Regions from separate parts of the Rattus norvegicus genome. Here region 1 is linked to region 2. A link is a contact called in public Hi-C data. All regions are on one chromosome and are shown on one strand. The core of a region is the stretch at or near the end of the contact, and the rest is flanking DNA. Distances in the headings are between cores, read along the strand shown.

Region 1 (3,523 bases), core at 531-3,030, 530 kb after region 2:
CTTAGTGCTTAAGTGTCTCATAAGACTAAGCAAAAAGATCATTTACATTTGATCGTTTTTCCTAACTGTAGTTGAGATAACCACCTTTTATTTAATATCTATTTCATTCCCCTGAATTCATCAGTTTTTCTTTAAAAAAAAAAATCTACACATATCTGGGTAAGTCCTTCTGACGGTAGACCTGTTGCTTCTGGATACTGAAGCAGTGGTTGGGACTGCCAATGTCAAGCCATGATGGAGCCTAAAGCTTAAAACAAACGTTTAATCTTGGGGTTGGGCTTTCTGCCTATTCCTCTTACCTTTATCTCTACATTCCATTTCTTTAGCTTCAGTGGGCCTTTTACGTGCTAGTCCTTCCTATGTAGCCCACACTGGCCTCAAACTTGTAATCCTCCTGCCTTTGACCTCCATTGCTGGGATCGTATGCACACATGGCCAAGCTTGATGCAATCGCTTGCTCTTACACACTTGGTCACAAATTGTCTGAACCGAAGCAGCCCCCTCCCCCATACAGGGAGCATGTCGCCTGCTTTCCACCGGAGTCTGCTCCTTTTCAAGAGCTTAGAGCTTGCTTGGCCTTTTTGCCATTGACTTACTGGGAGGAAAACTGCTTAAGTGCCTCTCCTCTCCTCTCGCCATCAGACACTGATGTGAGGCTCGTTTCAGGGCATGTCGATTTCCTCAGACACACCGGGTGGTTTTGATAGAGATTGAAAGTTGTCTTCTGTACATCCCTGATAGACACATTCACATTTTTGACACTTGGAATGGGGAAGCCATGAGAACCCAAAGGTTAAATCCTTGAAGCTGTAGCTGCCTGGAAGGCCTCTGCATGTTTTTGTTTTTGTTTGCTTTTTTTTTTTTTTTTTTTTTTTTTTTTTCTGTAAGAGCTTTGCTGGGGGATGGGATAGGAAATCAATATAAGAGGTAAGAAGATGTCATTAGCAAGAGAACTCCAGTCTTTGCATGTTCAGGTGGCACTTGCCTGGAAAGGAATTTATATTGTGATCAACGCTAAGAGTTACACTTTCTCTGCCAACAGACCTGTTGTCATGGGAACTAATGCACGAAAATGAAAATATGACAAAGAGTGAAGAATTAAATTGGAAAAAAATGATAAGGAGTTATTTCTACATTGCCATTTAAGCCTTTGGGATTTAAAATGTTACTCATCTGGTGAGATCAATGAAAATGGCCAGAATGACTTGGCAGATGCAGGAAGAAAGCAGCAAGCCTATTTGGTTAAAGGAACTCTGTAAAACTTAGTTCCTTCCCTGATAAGTTAAGGTTTTCAGCCCCTATGTGAATTGTGTGGGTAAGCAGGCAGCCTGCAGAAGACTTACAGCCTGGCGTACCACCTGACAGGATTACTGCATACCTCACTTTATTGCTTGAAGCAGCCTCCCAAGAAAAAGCCAGAGAACATCAACAAAAGCCATGATTTAAAAATCCTCCCTTTCCCCTGTCAGGCAACCACCTGAGAATTTAGTTTTCAGGGAAATAAGAATTTATTTCTCTTCCCTTGCTCAAAGGCTCCCTGAGCTGTTGTCATCTTCAAGCCAGCCTGCTGGGAAGTTGGCAGTGAGGACCTAGCAATTTCAACCCTGATATGGGTTGTGAGTCTGCATTTGTGCTCCTGTGAGCCACTCCCCTTGTCCTCCTAGCTTCCCCAAAAAGCTACTTTTCCTTCCCAAAAGCTACTTTCACAAGCCTTGGCTACGACAGATCCTAAAATGCACCATGACACATGCAGAAGGTCCAAGGGAGGTCACTCAGCCGCTTCTGAGAGCTGATTTCCAAATCATAGCGACGGCTTTCATTTGCCCTCACCTAGTGAGTGACCTTTCAAATACACATTACAAAACCGACCATTACATTCACCAGGCATGGAGTCTGAGCAGTATGGACAGTTGGAGCTAAGCTATGGTCAGGAAGTGATCTTCAGTGTCTAACAGAAAATAATCTGACTGAAGCAGCACCCTGCGAAACATTTCTCTAGAAGCCTTGATTTAGCTGTGACTTCCTGACCTTCCTCTAACCTTCCTCTAGCTGTTCCTCTAACCTTCCGTTAGAGCTCCTTACTAAAGCCTTTGACAATGTTCAGAGTTCTTCAGAGACTTCTGGAATCTGTGAGGGACCTGGCCACTCAGGATGATAAACAGGTTGGAGCACAAAATCTGGTGTATGGAGACTAAATGTCTTTCTATTCCTACCACCAATGAAGGTCAGGATTAAATAATCCAATGAGGGACTAATCCTGACAGCCCCATGGAGCGCTGCTGTTACTGATCATTCTTTGGGGTAAACCTGAGCCCCTCTGAGAGGCCACCCATCTACTGTGTATAGGAATTTTACCACATCCATCCCACAGACGAATGTTCCAAACCATGAGAACTCCTGTAAGGTGCTAAGAACTAAGATTCTAGTCCACTTTCTTCTGCATGTGTGTCTTTGGTTTTATCACATGTGTGCATGTATCTGTGGGGAGGCCTAAAGTTATTGTCAAATATTTTCCCCAATCTCTTTCCACCTTATATTTAGGAGAGCAGGGCCTTCCATTTGAAGTCAGAGCTAATCCAGCTAGCACTGTTGTGTGGTGTGTGTGTGTGTGTCTGTGTGTGTGTGTGTGCGCGCGCGCTGTCACTTGTCTTTGCTTTCTGAGACAAGGAATGATAGGAGGCTGTCATGCCTGCCCAGATTTATATGTTTTCTGAGGGTCCTGACGTAAGCCCTCATAGTTGTGCAGTCAACCCCTTACATACTGAGCCATTTCCCAAGGCTCTTCTCTATTTTTTTTTCAAACATTTAATTTCTTCTCTCCATTTCTTTGGTGGCTGTTTAAGAGATTCTCTGTGATGTCAGATGCCTTAGTGTGGCTGACACAACTTGGAGTTGCTTTTATCATTTGTCATGTATCAGTACACCATTAAAAATAAAAAAGAACAGTCTGTTTAACAAAGTATATTGTTTTTCACTTCCCCAAATGTTTGGGTGATTCTAAAGTCTGGTTTAAGAGATGACAGTGTCCATGGAGCAGGAACTATCAACTTTCTACAACAAGTAGACTTTCCGTTACTGGCCAATACAGCTGTGGGGTGTGTTTCAGTGCCTCCCAACCTAGATATCTAGAATGCTTAAAGTAGTACCTGGAGGTCAGGAAATACTTTAAGTATTTTCAAAACTCAATCTCATTAATTTTTTATTTTCTTGGAGTTTTTGAGACAGGGTTTCTCTGTTAGCCCCGGCTATCCTGGGACTCATTCTGTAGACCATGTTGGCCTTGAACTCCAATATCCACCTGCTTCTGCCCCCAAGTGCACAATCTCGTTTTCAAATGCAGCTATGTTTCTGCTAAACATTTCCTAACTTAATACACAGATACACTAAGTCACTCTAGCTCTTCACCATCAAGGGTAGCTGTGTGATCACATCTGAATGCATCCTAAGTTACTACTGCTGCCCCAACCCTGGACTACTCAAGGAAGTAAAACAAACAAACAAAAAACCAAAAAGCCCTGTTCTT
Region 2 (3,532 bases), core at 495-2,994:
AAGAGGAAGTGATCAGCACACATTGGGATCCAGCTCAAGGGGAAGTTCCAAGGCCTGACACTATTACTGATACTGTGGTGTGCTTACAAACAGGAGCCTAGCATGACTACCCTCCAAAAGGCCCAACAAGCAGCAGCTGATATTTAAACCCAACCAATGGACAGAAGCTGGTAACCCTTGTGGTTGAATGAGGGAAAGCTGGAAGAAGCTTAGGAGGAGGTTGATCCTGTAGGAACAGATCTCTCAGACAATAAGCCACCAACCAGGCAGCTGAGGTCCCCAAAACATGTACAGCAGAGGACTGCCGGATCTTGATTCAGTGAGAGAAGATGCACTTATGCCTCGAAAAAGATTTGAGGCCCCCCGGGAGTGGGGAGGTCTGGTGGGGTAGGGGTTGGGGGTAGGGACATCCTTTTGGAGGAAACAAAACAAAACAAAACAAAACCAAACCAAAAAACTCTTTAATATAGAATAGTGCATGTTAGCCTTTTAGCCACTAGAGGGGAGTGTTGTTTCAGATGAACTAAGGCAGATAGCAAAGGAACCAACAGGAAATCAACCAGAAGAACCTACAAGTTACTTATTTGCAAGCTTAACAGCTAAAACGTAGATAACTCTGACTGGAAAATGCCTCAAGAAGGGAAGGGTTTCTGAAACTTTGTTAAGAGATTAACCATCTTTGTCAACACAAGTTCTCATGGTGGGCATTCTCAGTAAGCGTTAGGGCGCTGGGAAATGCTAGCCACTCAAAGGAAGACCTGATTTGGGATTCCCAACACCTGAGTAAAATAAAGCTGGCTGCTGGGCTGGGGTGTGCGAGGCCTTACCAGGCTGGTGGGAGTCACAGTGGAAGATACCCGATGCTGAAGTCTGACCTCAATGTAAATATGCTCAGACTCACACTCACATAACACACACACACACACACACACACACACACACACACACACACACACACTGGGGTAGAACATAGAGAGGGAGACAATAATGTAAATAAGTCAGTTAATAAATATACAATTCTTTGATATAACTAAGAATTTTTCTTTGATGTATGAATTCCAAAATGCTCTTAAAATTTAAATATATCATTACACTGGAATGCCTCAGTGAAAATGTGAATTTGATATGTGCTCTCACCTGTGTGCTTACTTGGTTTTGGTTTTGCACTTTTAAACTGACATTATCCTAGAAAAATACTTTACCAATATGAGTTTGGAATTAGTCCAAAGTAAATAAGGCAATAGTTTGAGGAAGACAAGACACAAGCTTATCTCTATTCTTTCCCAGCTGTGGGTATCTATCTATCTAAATTATATACTATATAGAAAAATATATAAAGTAAAAAATATATTTCCTAAATTATATATATATATATATATATATATATATATATATATATATATCAACTTCAATGATAGCCAAACATGAGAAGAAATCAGCATTGCGATTCACGCAGATACTAATATGTCAGATTTCGCCTATCATGTATCATGTAACATGTTACAGTATCATGTAACCCAAAGGCTGTTGAGCACTTTACAGAGTCCCAGAGTTGAAGAGGCAGCCTAGGGGGCGCGGCGCCAGGTAATCCCGGCTGACACCGCCCTTTGCCTGCCCACTCGCGGCACCGCCCCTCGAGCTCCAAGGCGCGGGAGGAGCCTCGCGCGGCGTCGGGCGACGCCTGTCCAGTCCCCGCAGCCTAGCGCGGGCGGCGGCGGGCGATGGAGAGCAGAGCCCCGGGCCCCGCCGTCCTCCAGCGCGCTCCGCTGCAACCCCGCAGCTGAGCCCAGAGGCTCCGGCCCTGTGCGCCCTACCGCGGCCCCGCCACTATGGCCGGCGTGTGGGCGCCGGAGCACTCGGTTGAAGCGCACAGCAACCAGTCAAGTGCTGCCGACGGCTGCGGCTCTGTGTCCGTGGCCTTCCCCATCACCATGATGGTCACTGGCTTCGTGGGCAACGCGCTGGCCATGTTGCTTGTGTCGCGCAGCTATAGACGCCGGGAGAGCAAACGCAAAAAGTCTTTCCTGCTGTGCATTGGCTGGCTGGCGCTCACCGACTTGGTGGGGCAGCTCCTGACCAGTCCGGTGGTCATCCTCGTGTACCTGTCGCAGCGACGCTGGGAGCAACTCGACCCATCGGGGCGCCTGTGCACCTTCTTCGGGCTGACCATGACAGTGTTCGGACTGTCCTCGCTCTTGGTGGCCAGCGCCATGGCCGTGGAGCGCGCCCTGGCTATCCGTGCGCCGCACTGGTATGCCAGCCACATGAAGACTCGCGCCACGCGCGCGGTACTGCTGGGTGTGTGGCTGTCTGTGCTCGCCTTCGCGCTGCTGCCTGTGCTGGGCGTGGGCCGCTACAGCGTGCAGTGGCCCGGCACGTGGTGCTTCATCAGCACCGGGCCGGCGGGCAACGAGACTGACTCTGCGCGGGAGCCGGGCAGCGTGGCCTTTGCCTCCGCCTTCGCCTGTCTAGGCTTGCTGGCTCTGGTGGTGACCTTTGCCTGCAACCTGGCGACCATCAAAGCCCTGGTGTCCCGCTGCCGGGCCAAAGCCGCCGCCTCGCAGTCCAGCGCCCAGTGGGGCCGGATCACCACGGAGACGGCCATCCAGCTTATGGGGATCATGTGTGTACTGTCCGTCTGCTGGTCGCCGCTATTGGTAAGTAGTTGGTACAGTGGGAACTTGTAGCGAGCGGTAAATGGAGGGAGACTTTCTGCTGCTCTTGCAGCCCAGGGTTGCAGCCTCCAGTCAAGTGCCTCAGCCGCTTGTGAAGCTTCCAAGAGCCAGTTGAGTCCGCCCTGGCTTGCCAGGCGCTTGTGAAGATTCGAACAGCCTGCGCACAGAGGTGAGCAGACGTTGCTCAAGCCAGTGCAGACTGACTTTGCCCTTTGTGTTTTGAATGGAGATGTGATGACAACTCAAGCCCAACTTGTGTTTTAGTTTTAATCCCGCTGAGACAGTTCGGTACCTGAGAGCCAGGCAAGTCTGCGCTCCTACACCTTCAGCCACACGGTTACCCCATCCTCTCCAGCGATTTCTTGGCACGCTGTCGCTCTGTGCCAGCGCTAAAGGTTCTCAGGTAGCTACTGTCTGCAGGGAGGGGCGGAAGGCAGAGTTGCTGCAGCCCCTAGGAAGCCGGTAGGTAGTGTGTACACCGAAGTGGAGGACTCTCCAATAACAAACCCCCCCACACACACACACAATAACACCATCACCTTTTGGTGAGTGGTCACTGGGGTCTTGTGCCCCACCCCCATCCTTATGGAGGGAATGTCAGATCTTTGCAATTCCAGGGACAGGAGGTAAGGGTTTCTTGGTCCTTGGTTCCCCCCATGCTATCCATCACAGAACTACCCAGAGGAAGCTGTGCTTCCGCATGCTCCCTATCCCCAACTCTCACATGGTGCTTTTGAGGTTTTCTTCTGTAGCACTTGTAGCTAGAAACTTCTGTGGATAAGTGTGGTTTGCTAATTCTTGAAGAATGGATGCTTACTTAGGACTCATAGAGCCTGGCTTAATGTGCAGAGCAGCAT

What was found. Hi-C and Micro-C count contacts between places; a contact is called where the count stands out from the background.
Region 1: a contact with region 2 is called in a Hi-C map of hepatocytes, with 2.3 times the contacts expected there. The contact joins the enhancer-like site here to the promoter of Ptger3 in region 2. A contact is called at or near these places in 9 of 12 Hi-C or Micro-C datasets (the A7r5 cell line, the Rat2 cell line, Schwann cells and 5 more).

The regions. Positions count from the first base shown.
Region 1 is chr2:249,792,306-249,795,828 of GRCr8, forward strand. It overlaps a transcript of Lrrc7 not described here. Among named protein-coding and RNA genes, the nearest start is that of Lrrc40, 34 kb to the left of the region's middle. Within about 2 kb of position 1,781, at least 14 of the 93 cell types and tissues checked have an H3K27ac peak or open chromatin away from gene starts, as enhancers often do. A contact at or near this core is called in hepatocytes and liver, where this site is marked.
Region 2 is chr2:249,263,338-249,266,869 of GRCr8, forward strand. It overlaps Ptger3 (prostaglandin E receptor 3), which reads left to right and starts at 1,745. Exons shown (of 3, transcript NM_012704.1): 1 at 1,745-2,657. The coding sequence starts at 1,830.